Linked DNA regions of Mus musculus: region 1 is linked to region 2. The links are chromatin contacts, called in public Hi-C maps. All regions are on one chromosome and are shown on one strand. Each heading gives the region's core, a stretch centred on a gene start, on an enhancer-like site or on the middle of the called end of the contact. The rest is flanking DNA. Distances are from core to core; before and after follow the strand shown.

What was found. A called contact is a pair of places that touch in the nucleus more often than the background predicts.
Region 1: a Hi-C map of nephron progenitors shows a contact between it and region 2, with 14 times the contacts expected there. The contact joins the enhancer-like site here to the promoter of 4921528I07Rik in region 2. A contact is called at or near these places in 2 of 15 datasets of contacts at CTCF or cohesin (CD8 T cells and embryonic stem cells), 2 of 484 Hi-C or Micro-C datasets (embryonic stem cells and nephron progenitors) and 1 of 115 datasets of contacts at active chromatin or transcription factors (embryonic stem cells).

Annotation. Positions count from the first base shown.
Region 1 is chr9:114,582,526-114,588,608 of GRCm38.p6, forward strand. Cnot10 (CCR4-NOT transcription complex, subunit 10) reads right to left here. Exons shown (of 20, transcript NM_153585.5): 20 at 3,349-3,814. Among named protein-coding and RNA genes, the nearest start is that of Trim71, 21 kb to the left of the region's middle. Within about 2 kb of position 1,741, at least 138 of the 459 cell types and tissues checked have an H3K27ac peak or open chromatin away from gene starts, as enhancers often do. A contact at or near this core is called in embryonic stem cells and nephron progenitors, where this site is marked.
Region 2 is chr9:114,313,718-114,319,938 of GRCm38.p6, forward strand. It overlaps 4921528I07Rik (RIKEN cDNA 4921528I07 gene), which reads right to left and starts at 3,311. Exons shown (of 27, transcript NM_001384245.1): 1 at 3,214-3,311; 2 at 862-932; 3 at 1-22. The coding sequence starts at 3,238.

The sequences.
Region 1 (6,083 bases), core at 491-2,990, 270 kb after region 2:
CAGTCCACTCTCCATCTCACCCTGGACTCCTCTCTACACTACCCTACCTACCAATCTCATTCTGGGGCTTCCCTTCTAGAACTGGGCGCTGTGTTTTGCCAAGAGCAGGTTCCTAGATGGGCTTTAAAAGGCTGACTGACCTTCAACTGACCAATAATTGACTTTCTATTATCGTCATTATCATTATTATTATTTTTACACTACAGCAACTGGAGAAGTATATGTTATGGTTGTTATTTGATTTTGTTGTTGTTGAAGACAAGGTCTTTCTTTGTAGCCCCGGCTGTTCTGCAACTCACAGAGATCTGTCTGCCTCTGCCTCTTGAGTGCTGGAATTAAAGGTACGGGCAACCAACCACATCTTTCTGGCCTTGTTTGATTTTTATTTTATTTATATTTTGTGTATGGGTGTTTTGCATGCATGTATTCTGTGCACTACTTCCAGTGCCCAGAGGAAGCCAAAAGAGGGCGTTGGATCCCTTGGAACTGGAATTGCAGATGGCTGTGAGTCGATGTGTGGGCACTGAGAATTGAACCCGGTTCTTCTAGAAGAGCAGTCAGCCAGCCAGCCAGTGTTTTTAACTGTAGATTCATCTCTCCAGTCCCTGTCGTTTGATTTTTGAGACAAATTCTCACTCCATTGTTTCATGCAGTCAAGCTTAAACTTCTGAGCAATCTTCTGCCTTAGTCAGGGACTACAGGCAAGACAGTCCTTTGTCACAATGCCAGCTGAAATACTTATCAATGGTATTTATCCAAATAGATGCTTGCCTGGCCCAGCCTCGGCATAAAGCCATAAAATATCATCCTTGTCCAATACTTGGGAGTACTTAGCTAAAGCAGTATTTTTCCTTTCTTTAAAAACTCAGGCCGGGTGGTGGTGGTGCACGCCTTTAATCCCAGCACTTGGGAGGCAGAGGCAGGCGGATTTCTGAGTTTGAGGCCAGCCTGGTCTACAAAGTGAGTTCCAGAACAGCCAGGACTACACAGAGAAACCCTGTCTCAAAAAACAAAAACAAACAAAAAAACAAAACAAAAAAACCCCCAAAAACTCAGGCAGAAAAGAGCCAGAAGAGTACAGAGGATCTTAAACCTTCACCCACAGAGCAAAGATAAGTCAAGGAACCGAAGCAAATGAAATACATTGAGTAATGTTATTATGGTAAAAATTAAAATCTAAACAATGGGGAAAAAAACCAAAAAAAAAAAAAAAAGCCAAAGATAGAAATGGCTTATACATTTACTCAACCACGGAAGTGACAGGAGTAAAATAAAGCTGTATAAAACAAACTAGTCAAATAACTAAAACAAAATCAATAGAATCGAATAAAGTGGAAAGGAACAGATGACGGGAAGAAATCAGTGAAGAAATTTGTTGGGCTGTTCCGCGCTGCCGCTAGGTGGCGCTCGGCGCCCCGGGCTCCACGCGGATTCCCGGTTGCGTCCCGAGACTCTGCCTCTCTGCTGCTTTCCAGAGGGATCCCGCGGGCTGGCCGTACCCCTTCCCGGCTGTCCCCGCTGGGAATAGCTTGGAGGTCGTGTGAAGAGTCACATCGTGGGCAGGATACCCTGGTGATAAGGACACAGATCGCAGCGGGACCACAGCTGTTCCAATGATTTTGATTTCCTTGGTGGGACAGCTACAATAAAGTTTTTTCTCGTATATTAAAGGATCAACGCGTATGGAGTGAAAACTCCCCACCTGCAGGGTTGCCTGTTAGCTTCCTGAGGTCTCAGCGGAGATATGGACTGTGGTAAGACTGTTGGCAGCTGGCCATTGCCCGGGTCCCAGAAGTCCCCAATCAGGGCTGAGCTGGGGGGGGGGGGGTGTGGGTGTGGGTGGGGATAGGGGCTGCTCACATGCTAATGTGGCGGTGACAATCGTGCGGGGGCGCCCCCGCGCCTGGGGGAGCCAAGGCAGAAACAAAGCATTAGCATTTTCCCCTAGAGAAAGGACTGCATTCCTGGGAGGGGAGCGCGGCCCTCCCCATTCACACTGGGGACCACACAGAGTGCCTCTTGCGCCAAAAGCTGGAAGGTTCGTCGGTTTGGCTTTTCTTTTGACCCGGGCGTTGCATACGAAATGTAGATATTTTCCTAAACGCCGGCTTTGACATTTAATGCGTTCCTAAGTAGTCTGAAATGTGGACTGGATTAGGAGGAGGCTAGGGGCCCACCGGGACACTCAGGCAAATCCCCTTAAATCCTCCAAGACAATTGTGTGTCACCACACGGATTCGCTTTGCCCCAAATGAGGAGGCTAATGAACTTCACTGCCTCCTTCCGTGACAGCCCACTCGCACCTGGCCGAGCCTCTGCGCCCGCCTCCCAGCTTTGTGTCAGGGCGTGTTTACTTTGTGTTTACTTTAGGCCAGGCCTGTTGGCTTCTAGGATCCAGTCTGACCATTAACTAAGGCACCTATCCTGGGCCATTGCTCAACCTTTACTCCACAAGGGGTGAGGGACACAAATACTGAGGGCCCTGGGACCTTGGGGCTATTACAGGCCACCCCATTTCAGGCCCCTTGGAACACTGCTAAGCCCAGAAAGAAAAATAGCATGAAACTCTACTTTACATGGGGAGTATTTTACCAGCAGGTTATGCGCCCCCGGAGGCCAGAAGAGGGCATCAGCTCTATTGACCTGGAGCTACCTGGTTTCGAGCCACCGTGTGGATTCTGGGAATCGAGCACCATCCTCTGCATACCTTCAGCTCCTCTCACCCATCTTCATAATTTACTTCTTATTCTCTCCCCTTCCCCTTTGAGACAGGTCTCATTATGAAACCCTGGCTGGCCTGGAATTTGCTATACTGTCCAGAATGGCTTCAATCTCACATATTTCTTTTTTTTTTTTTTCTTTTTTTTCTTTTTTTGGTTTTTCGAGACAGGGTTTCTCTTTATAGCTCTGGCTGTCCTGGAGCTCACTTTGTAGACCGGGCTGGCCTCAGAAATCCGCCTGACTCTGCCTCCCAGTGCTGGGATTAAAGGCGAGCGCCACCACGCCCGGCCAATCTCACATATTTCAATGTCACTCAAATTTTGCAAATTTTTGTTTTTTGTTTGGTTGAGACAGAGTTTCTCTGCTTAGCCCTGGAAGAACTCTGTAGACCAAGCTGGCCTTGAACTCAGAGATCTGTCATTCTCTGCCTTCTGGTGTGCTGAGAGGCAGAGACAGGTGGATTTGTGAGTTTGAGGCTAGTCTGGTCTACATAGCAAGTTCAAGGGCATCAGGAATAGAGACCCTGTTTCAAAAGCAAACACTACTACTGTTAGGATTTATGCCATGGGAGTACCTTGGCAGATTACAGGCAAGGTTTACCGGAAAGATCACACCATGCAACATATCTTCTGCAACAGATTGATTGACGGGGAGGGGGAAAGGCAGTCTTGGAGAGGGGACATGAAAGAGAGACAGAGACACCAAGAGAGAGCTAGAATGATGGCCAAAACCTTTTCAAAGGTCTGGTGATGACACAGCTCAGCCACTGAGTCATTGAGGGTAGGCTTGGGTGCACCTTGTCTCTACCCCACGCCCCCCAGAAAACAAAAACAACACAAACCAACAACAACAAAAACCAAAGCAAAAATTCTTTATAACAGTCTTGAGTGCTGGGTCCAACCTCCATAACTATGGCGACGTGAACAAGAATGGCTCTCATCGACTCATATTTGAATGCTTCATCTTCAGGGAGTGACACTTCAGGGACTGGGAGGCGTGGCCTTGCTGGCAGAAGTGCATCACAGGGACAGGCCCAGTGTTTCTCTCCAGTCTCCTCTCCAGCACTACTTCCGTCTTCCTGCCACAATGTTCCCTGAAATGAAGATAATGAACTGAACCTTAGAAATTGTAAGCCAGCCCCAATTAAATGTTTCCATTTATTTAAGTTGCTGTGGTCATGGTATTTCTTCACAGCAACTGGAACAATGACTAAGACAACTGCCACAAAATAGCTAAATAAATAAAAGTTTGCTAGCCTCAAACTCAAAGATCCACTTGCCTCTCCCTCCTGAGTTCTGGGCTTAAAGGTTTGTGCAACCACTGTCCCACTCCCTTTTTTAATGAAAAAACAACAACAACAACAACTATATATCTATATACCTGTGTGTATAAATAATATAAATATTATATAAATTATAATATAAATAATAAAGTCATATAATAATTTATAAATATAAAATGTATAAATAAAATATCAGGGCAGGAACTCAAGCAGGAGCAGAGGCAGCAACCATGGAGAAACACTGCTTTGGGCTTGCTCCCAGGTTTAATTTGGGATACCATTTTTATACTTGCTCAGAAGTGGCTGAGCCCACATCCATCAACAATCAAAACAATGACCCACAGACTTATCCACAGGTCAGTTTGGGGAAGCCATTTCCTCAAGTCATGCTCCCTCTTCCCAGGTGACTGGTGACTGGTTTGTGTGGCGTCAACCAACACAGGTCCTTTCTTTCCATGGACCATAGCATCCCTGCCACTCAGCAAAGCTCAGGCACAAAGAATCAAGTGCCAGACTGACATGGGATCCATGACATTTTCAGTAGTTTTTCCTGTTGGCTTCCAAGAAGAAGGGTCCAGAGAGACTTGTGCACAGGATGGGGAGCAGTGTGAATTCAAATGTTCAGGGCCCACAGGCAGCAGAAGGCCAATGGATTCATCCAGTCTGTGGGCCAGGCTTCTCCTCTACCATCATCCAACTGTACTAATTATTTTTATTAGTATATTAACTGTATATTAACTTTCTTACTTACTGTGCCACAACACAGGAATGAGGCCATAGAACAGTCTGTAGTACCTGGCTCTCTCCTTCCATCACGTGGACCCTCAGGACTAACTAACCTCAGCCCATCCTGCTTGTTGGTAAACTCCCTTCCCACTGAACTATTTCATCTACCTTTTTAAGAGATGGAGCCCTATCTAGCCCAGTCTGGCCTTGTCGTGCCTTGTTCGTGAGCCCAAAAGACCAACCAGGAGCTGACTCTGATGCAATCACATTAGGGTCTCTTTATTACAGACTCGAGTTTGGGCTTACTCACCAACCCACAAGATGGTTTGGTGAAGCAGCCCTGAACTCTCATTGGGACAAGGTTTTATAGAAAATGGGAGCACATGAGGGGGTGACTACTCTGGCAAGCATCTAATTAACTGAATGACTATTGTAAGCCGACAGGTGGGTGGGTGCTCTGAAGCAAGACCATGAACAATCGCAAACAGTCTGAAAGTATATCTGAGACAACCAGACTATCTTTGACTGACTGATGCTAGGAAGTAGCTAGGAGTAACTCTAGTCAAGTCCTTCTTGGTGTATGGGTGCAGCTTGGGGTCAGCTGTGGGTCAAGTTCTTCAGGCCTTTTTTTCCTTCAGAATCCTACTTTAATTTTCACACCGGCTGCTAACAGAAGAAACTCCCTCTTTACAAATGAGTTAGGAAAGCTGGGCATGACGGTAGACACCTTGTAATCTCAGCATTTGGAGGCTGGGCAGGGAGGGTTTTTAATCCCAGCACTCATGAGGCAGAGGCAGGTGGATCTCTGTGAGTTCAAGGACAGCCTGGTCTACAGAGACCCCCGTTTCGAACAAGACCATTGTCTGCTCTTGCAGAGGGCATGGGTTCCATCCTACTACATACGCAATAGTGGCTCGCAAGCACCTGTAACTCCAGTTACAGAAACCCCAGAAAAACACCTATTCGTGCAGTTTTCAGCCTCTGCAGATAACACTCCTCTCCCACGGTCCCTGAAGCAGTCTGGCTAAACTTGGCGTGCAGCTCACCTGAGCTGCTAAGTATGAGACCCATTCTGAAGAAGTTCTTTGTCCACTTGCCTTTGACTGGGCCTGAGAAGCCAGAAGGTACGGCTGGGATGATTTACAGCCCTCTCAGAACCACAGCTGGCAGAACTGCTCAGGAAGGGTAGGTGTGGCCATGTGACGTTTCCACTCTCTGCCTTGTGCTTGTGACTAAGATATGAGCTCTCAGCTACTGCTCCAACACCCTGTTCCCTGCTATGATGACCATGAGACCCAAACAGGCTGCCAAAATAATTAAGTCAGCTGGTATATACACTTCCCATGGTAAAGTG
Region 2 (6,221 bases), core at 2,061-4,560:
TCCGGCGTTTTCTGGAGCCCACCTGTAACACACAGGAAAGAAAACACTTACGAGACTTAGATGATGATGAATCCTGTTTGTACCACGCTTTGGTTCACCTCTTGACGGGACATAATTGTACCAAGTTTGTCGAGCTAATCTAATCTCTTACTAATCTACTGACTCTTACTGACTATTAGAGACTCAGGGGAAATGTTCCGTATTAGTATATTATGTGATACTGACACAGAATACCTCAAGATGCCTACTTTGTGACAAAAACTAGAGTGTTTCCCATATTTACTGACTAAGTGCCACATCAGGCAACCTTATGCGTTGGCTTCTACTGAAGGTTAGCTGAGTTACATGACAATATGGTGAAGCTAACACCTATTTAGTGATACCATCCCCTTTTGGGATGCACGCCAATCATTTGCATGCATCCTTATGTCTTAAGTTCTTGGCACCTGAACATGCCATGCTAGGACATATGATGCTTCCTCTACATCCATCTTTGGGGAACATAATCAGATTCAACCTAAACCACAGGCTCTAGAAGCCATAAAAGGAGTAAACGCTTATGTAAACATTCAAGTCTACATGAATGATATGCCTGCCACCTTCTGAGTGAAATTTACATACTGGTATTGAAGGCAGAATATTATTGTCCAGAAGACAGTCTGCCCTGACTCAAAGTCACTACCTGATACAGTTCTAATAAATCCCGATCTGATATAATTACATTTCCTTTTCCTCCTAAATAAAATATTTAATACATGAAACACTTAATCAACTTTACTTTTTCAAGTGTGCTATAGTCATAAACACATGCGGGAATCATTAAAGTAATTTTCTCTTATATAAAGGAAGAGGGCTTCTTACGGTCAGTGAGGATTTTGTCCGAGGACGGTCATCAGTTGAGAAGGGTGTGTTAGTACATTCTTGAGGTAGGACTAGAGGGACAGAAAGTCACTGTCAGCTCATGGCACCACTTATTTACACAAGCATTTTGACATCGATAAAAGTGTACTGAGGCAGTACATGTGATTAGATTCAGTTAGGCTACTACTGGGCTGTCTTTCCTGATGGTGAGTATAGGCAAAGACTAGAAAACTAAAAAGCTTTTTTTCCCTTTTTTTCCTTTTGCTTTCTAGAGGACAGGAATATAAAGCAACATAAGGGTCTATGGTTTAATATGTAACTACCTAGTGCGTGTATTCAGTTTGGGAGGGAGCACATCCAAGGGCAACTGTTGGTATCTAGTTATGCCTAATATTATTTGGGGTTCTGGGGTTAGAGACAGAATATCAGGTGCAATGACAAGCACCTATACTATCAAGACATCTCATTCTCCTCATTAAAATAAATGTCACGATGAAACCACATATGATCATCATTCCCTTTAAGCATTTTGAAACCCAAAAGGACTGAAGAATCTCTTCATCACATCTCACAAGCATATTTCAACCTCCATCAGTTGACACATTCTGATTCTACATTCATCATAAACACAGAATTTTAGCTTTTTAACACATACATTTTCCTGGGGAAGTGAATTTAGTATAAGGGACATGGTGTAACTATATTGATCCATTCATCCTTTGACATGCAATAATTTATTGACTTCTGGAAAACAATAATAAGTACCCTGTGCCTTGTTTCTCCTTTTATTCTCATGTGCTTTGTAGCATCCAGATTAAAAAGAACAGTGATAAGGAAGAGGAGTATCTGGATCCTGCTGGCCATTCAAGTCCTCTAACTCAGCTCTATGTGAGAGTTGCTCCAAGGGTAATGGGGGCTCTAAAAACTGGGTAGATATTCTGAGTACTTGTGTCACTCTCCCAGGTTGTGGCTCACAAGGTCTCTGCACTTTTGAGGGTAACATTTGTATTTCCACCAGATATCAATTAAAGATCTCTCTATTTGTAGTTGGCTTTAGGCCAGGTGTGAGGATAAGGATCCCAGTCCTACGCATCTGTGAGCTGACGAGAAGGGCTGGTACTTCCTTGCAATGCCTAGGTTGAAATGTGACAGTGGTGTCCTGTGATAAAGTGACCATGGATTTGATGTCATAAAGTAGATAATGCCTAGGACTTCTACAGACTTGAGACATCCTGACGTGTACACTGGAAACCTACCATCTTGGTTAATTAGCTTTTCACAAATATGAACCTCTTTATATTTAGGTTTTGCCCAATTCATCAAGAAAGCTATAGCTCTCTGAAGCAGTGTCAGGATAAATAAACCACATCACACGTGAAAACAGCAGGAAGGGTTAATACATCTTTTCAGCACCATGTTTCTACACGCACAGAAGAACGATTACCTCTGCATACTATTCTTTTTGTTCACCATATACGAACACTATGCTCACGGATTACTGTAAATAGTTCCTGACTCTCTAGTTAGTTCACCAGTCTAATTCATCTATTCTCTACTTCATTTGTTGAAATAGTGATCAGTCATTCAGAACAAAATAATCAACTTATTGGGTGATACCTCACTCCAAAGAGATGTGGGTCACAATGTTACCTATTTGTGATGTCTACAATTCAGGATAAATCATAAATTATGGATTTAAATTATTCAATATGGAGTAGGTACACACTCTAAACCTTCACATATGTGGAAAAGACATACCTACATTTTAGTGAATAAATATACCTAATAAGAAAATGACACGAAATGTTTGTTAAAAATGAAAATAGGCACACATTATAGTGGGAGATTTATATCATAATTTATCCCCACCACTGTGAAGCCACTCCTTTTTTCTGAGGTTAATAATTTCAAAACAGAGAACCTTAGTTATTTCTTGGTATGTCTATGATATAGTGTTATGTCTGTGAAGCACAATCTTGAGGGAGGAAATACAAACATATATAGACACATACGTACATACAAACACATTAAATTCTAAAGTCAAAATATTTTGTAGACTAAAATATAATATATAATAAAACATAATTCTAGAGCCAGGCGTGATGGTGCATGCCTTTAATCCCAGCACTTGGGAGGCAGAGGCAGGCAGATTTCTGAGTTTGATGCCAGCCTGGTCTACAGAGTGAGTTCCAGGATAGGCAGCGCTACACAGAGAAACTCTGTCTCAAAAATTAAATAAAATAAGACATAATTCTAATAATACAGCAGTTATAAGTATTTACACAAAATATTTTGAGAAATATTAACCAGTCTATTTGAAGCAAAAGCACTAAATGGCTAGCAATATCATACCTCTGGTATCACAACAGTTACCCATTATACTCAGATTCCAACACTACTATCGCTCTGTAGTTATAGACGTGTACTCTGAGGAAATCTCAAAGTATACTGGCACTCAGCACTCAGGCCTGAACATAACTAGGTACAGGTCAGCCATAAGTCACAGAGCTTGCATAGTGAACTCATAATCATACCATGACAGCCAACATCTGCTACTTAGGCAAGTCTGCTCATACAAGGTCAGGACGACAGTGTGGGTTATCATAAATGCCAATGTTCTTGATCTAAGAACAACCAACTACAAAGTTAGTTTTCTCTCATCTGCTTACATGGTTCTAAAGAACCATGTTAAAATGCCTACTTCACAAAGGTCTTTTTTGATCACTCTCTCACACATCAAAATGTGAGCTGTCAGCTACTGCTCCAGTGAATTTTTGCCTGTCTGCTGCCTTGCTCCCTGCTATGATGGTCATGGATTCTAACTCCCTGAAACTTAAAATTCTAAGTTAAATATTTTCTTTAACAAGTTGACTTGGTCATGGTGTTTTATCACAAAAAAAAAAAAAATAGAAAAGTAACTAAGACAGCCCCTAACCATGTGTCTATCTGTCCTTAATAGTTCAATTAAAGACATAATTAATGTAGAAAGATTAATTGGATGTTTCTATCCCACTTTTGATCATTTACCTCCCAAATAAAGACACAAAACTTTTAAATTTATAATAAGCCATAAAAGCACTAGAGCTGAGCAGATATCCACCCTTTATGCTAGTCAGTCTACTTTCCAGTCAATGATCCTCAGGGACAACTTGCCATGTTTCTCATGGCCCACTCCTTTCCAAATGTCTGGCCCTCATTGCCATGTTCTCACTTTCCACCTACCCCTGCATCTTCTTCCTTCCTCTTCTCTTTTCTCTCCTGGTATTCTCTGCCTCAGACCCCGAGCCCCGCACCTGAAGCCTTGCCTACCTCTCTTCTGCCCAGTTACGAGCTGTCAACCTGTTTATTTAACTAATCGCTTTAAACTAAGGAGCAAGTTTCCATAGCATCACTTGGTATATGCGATGATTTCCTCTTGACCAAGGATCTCCTCATTGCGGCAGCCAGATCTTGTGGACCAGCATTGATCACTACAGTGCATAGCAACAGACCAAACGTCAGCACACAGTGAATACTGAAAAGCAGAAGAGAAAGAGTAATAAATTCTTTTTAAATTTTTTTATTTTTCCAGCTTCAACCCCACTGGACAGGTTTCCATGAAGGTTGCCCGGGCTTCTCTTCTGCATTCCCACTGACCACCACAAGATGGCACCCTATGAAAGCCTGTTGATGTTGGATGTGGTGGTACATTGGGAAGAGAAACAAAGGTCTATTGACTCCTCCACCAAGACCATCCTCAGAATCCTATGAGGTTTAGTTTTTAACAAAGTCAAGAAGTATCTATAGCTGGGCAATGCTGGTCAAGTTATTTCCTCCTTCTGAGCTTCAGTCTCTCCTGATAAGTGATATGATAGATTGTACGTGCCAGAAAATTAGTCCTCCTTATGGTTTGCCCAAGGGTCTTAGCTTGTTCCTTCTCCCAGCATGAGATTCTTGGCATCCTCTGTCTAAGCTGTTCAGTGCCAAAGGGAGTAACACAAGCATCTCTTCATATTTCATACATGCCAGGATGGTTAGAGAAGTAGATGCTCTGAGCACTGGGAACCATTGCCTTGAGCCCTTACACTTCCTCCTTCCTCTATAGTTTCCAGGGGTGGCAGAATAGAATAGTCACAATGAAATGATAGAATTACCACTCGTTATTAATACTTCACATATAAACTAAGATCTGCAAGTGAAACTCAGTTCTAAGGATAGAAATGTCCCCTCAGTGGGAGGCTTGGCTAAGTGTTTATGACTTCTGCTTTATGTCCAACCCCTGCTCCTTAAAAATATGTGATACCCTAGCAAGATTATGCTGAAAGGACCCTGATATAGCTGTCTCTTGTCAGAGTATGCCTGGGCCTAGCAAACATAGAAGTGGATGCTCACAGTCGGCTATTGGATGGATCACATGGCCCCCAATGAAGGAGCTAGAGAAAGTACCAAAGAAGCTAAAGGGATCTGCAACCCTATAGGTGGAACAACATTATGAACTAACCAGTACCCCGGAGCTCTTGACTCTAGCTGCATATGCATCAAAAGATGGCCTAGTCGGCCATCACTGGAAAGAGAGGCCCATTGGACACGCAAACTTTATATGCCCCAGTACAGGGGAACGCCAGGGCCATAAAAGGGGAGTGGGTGGGTAGGGGAGAGGGGGTGGGTGGCTATGGGGGACTTTTGGTATAGCATTGCAAATGTAAATGAGCGAAATACCTAATAAAAAATGGAAAAAAAAATATGTGATACCTAAAGTGGCATGACAAATGAGAGGTGGGAAGAAAGGGTTCTGGAAACCCCCCAAGATTTTCTAATGGTAGAGACATATGGCTATTAAATCTACCTACAACTAGGGTTGGTGCCTGAGATGACAAAGGAGGGGGCTTTCCTTCGGAAGTTACCCTTGACTAGATAGATAAATGCCTCCCAAAGGTTTTATGGATAACTGTCCTGACAAGAGTAAAAGTATCCCGAGCTTTTGTACCCGCCAGCAAGAGCACACTCAAGACAACCGGAATCTTCTGCAGCAAAGCTTTATTGCTTACTTCTCAGGAAGACCCCGACCCCAGAAAATGGAGTCGCTTATATAGCCCTCAGCCATGGCATTTCAGCACCTGATATGGCGTGTCAGCTCCTGATTTGTTACTCGCCCATCACCCCAAGATTATGCCCCGAGAATGGGCAGTTATCAACTTTCCTTTTTCCTCTCACTCCTCTGTTGACCAACCACATCATCCTGAGAAGAATTTTAGTAATAGGTGGATATAAAACCTTCAGACTGAATTTAAAGAAAATGGGAGCATAAGGATTTAATAATATAGTAAATTCTTGGGACAAGTATTAGACTGTGGTGAAGCTACAGGAGGGTACGAATCAAG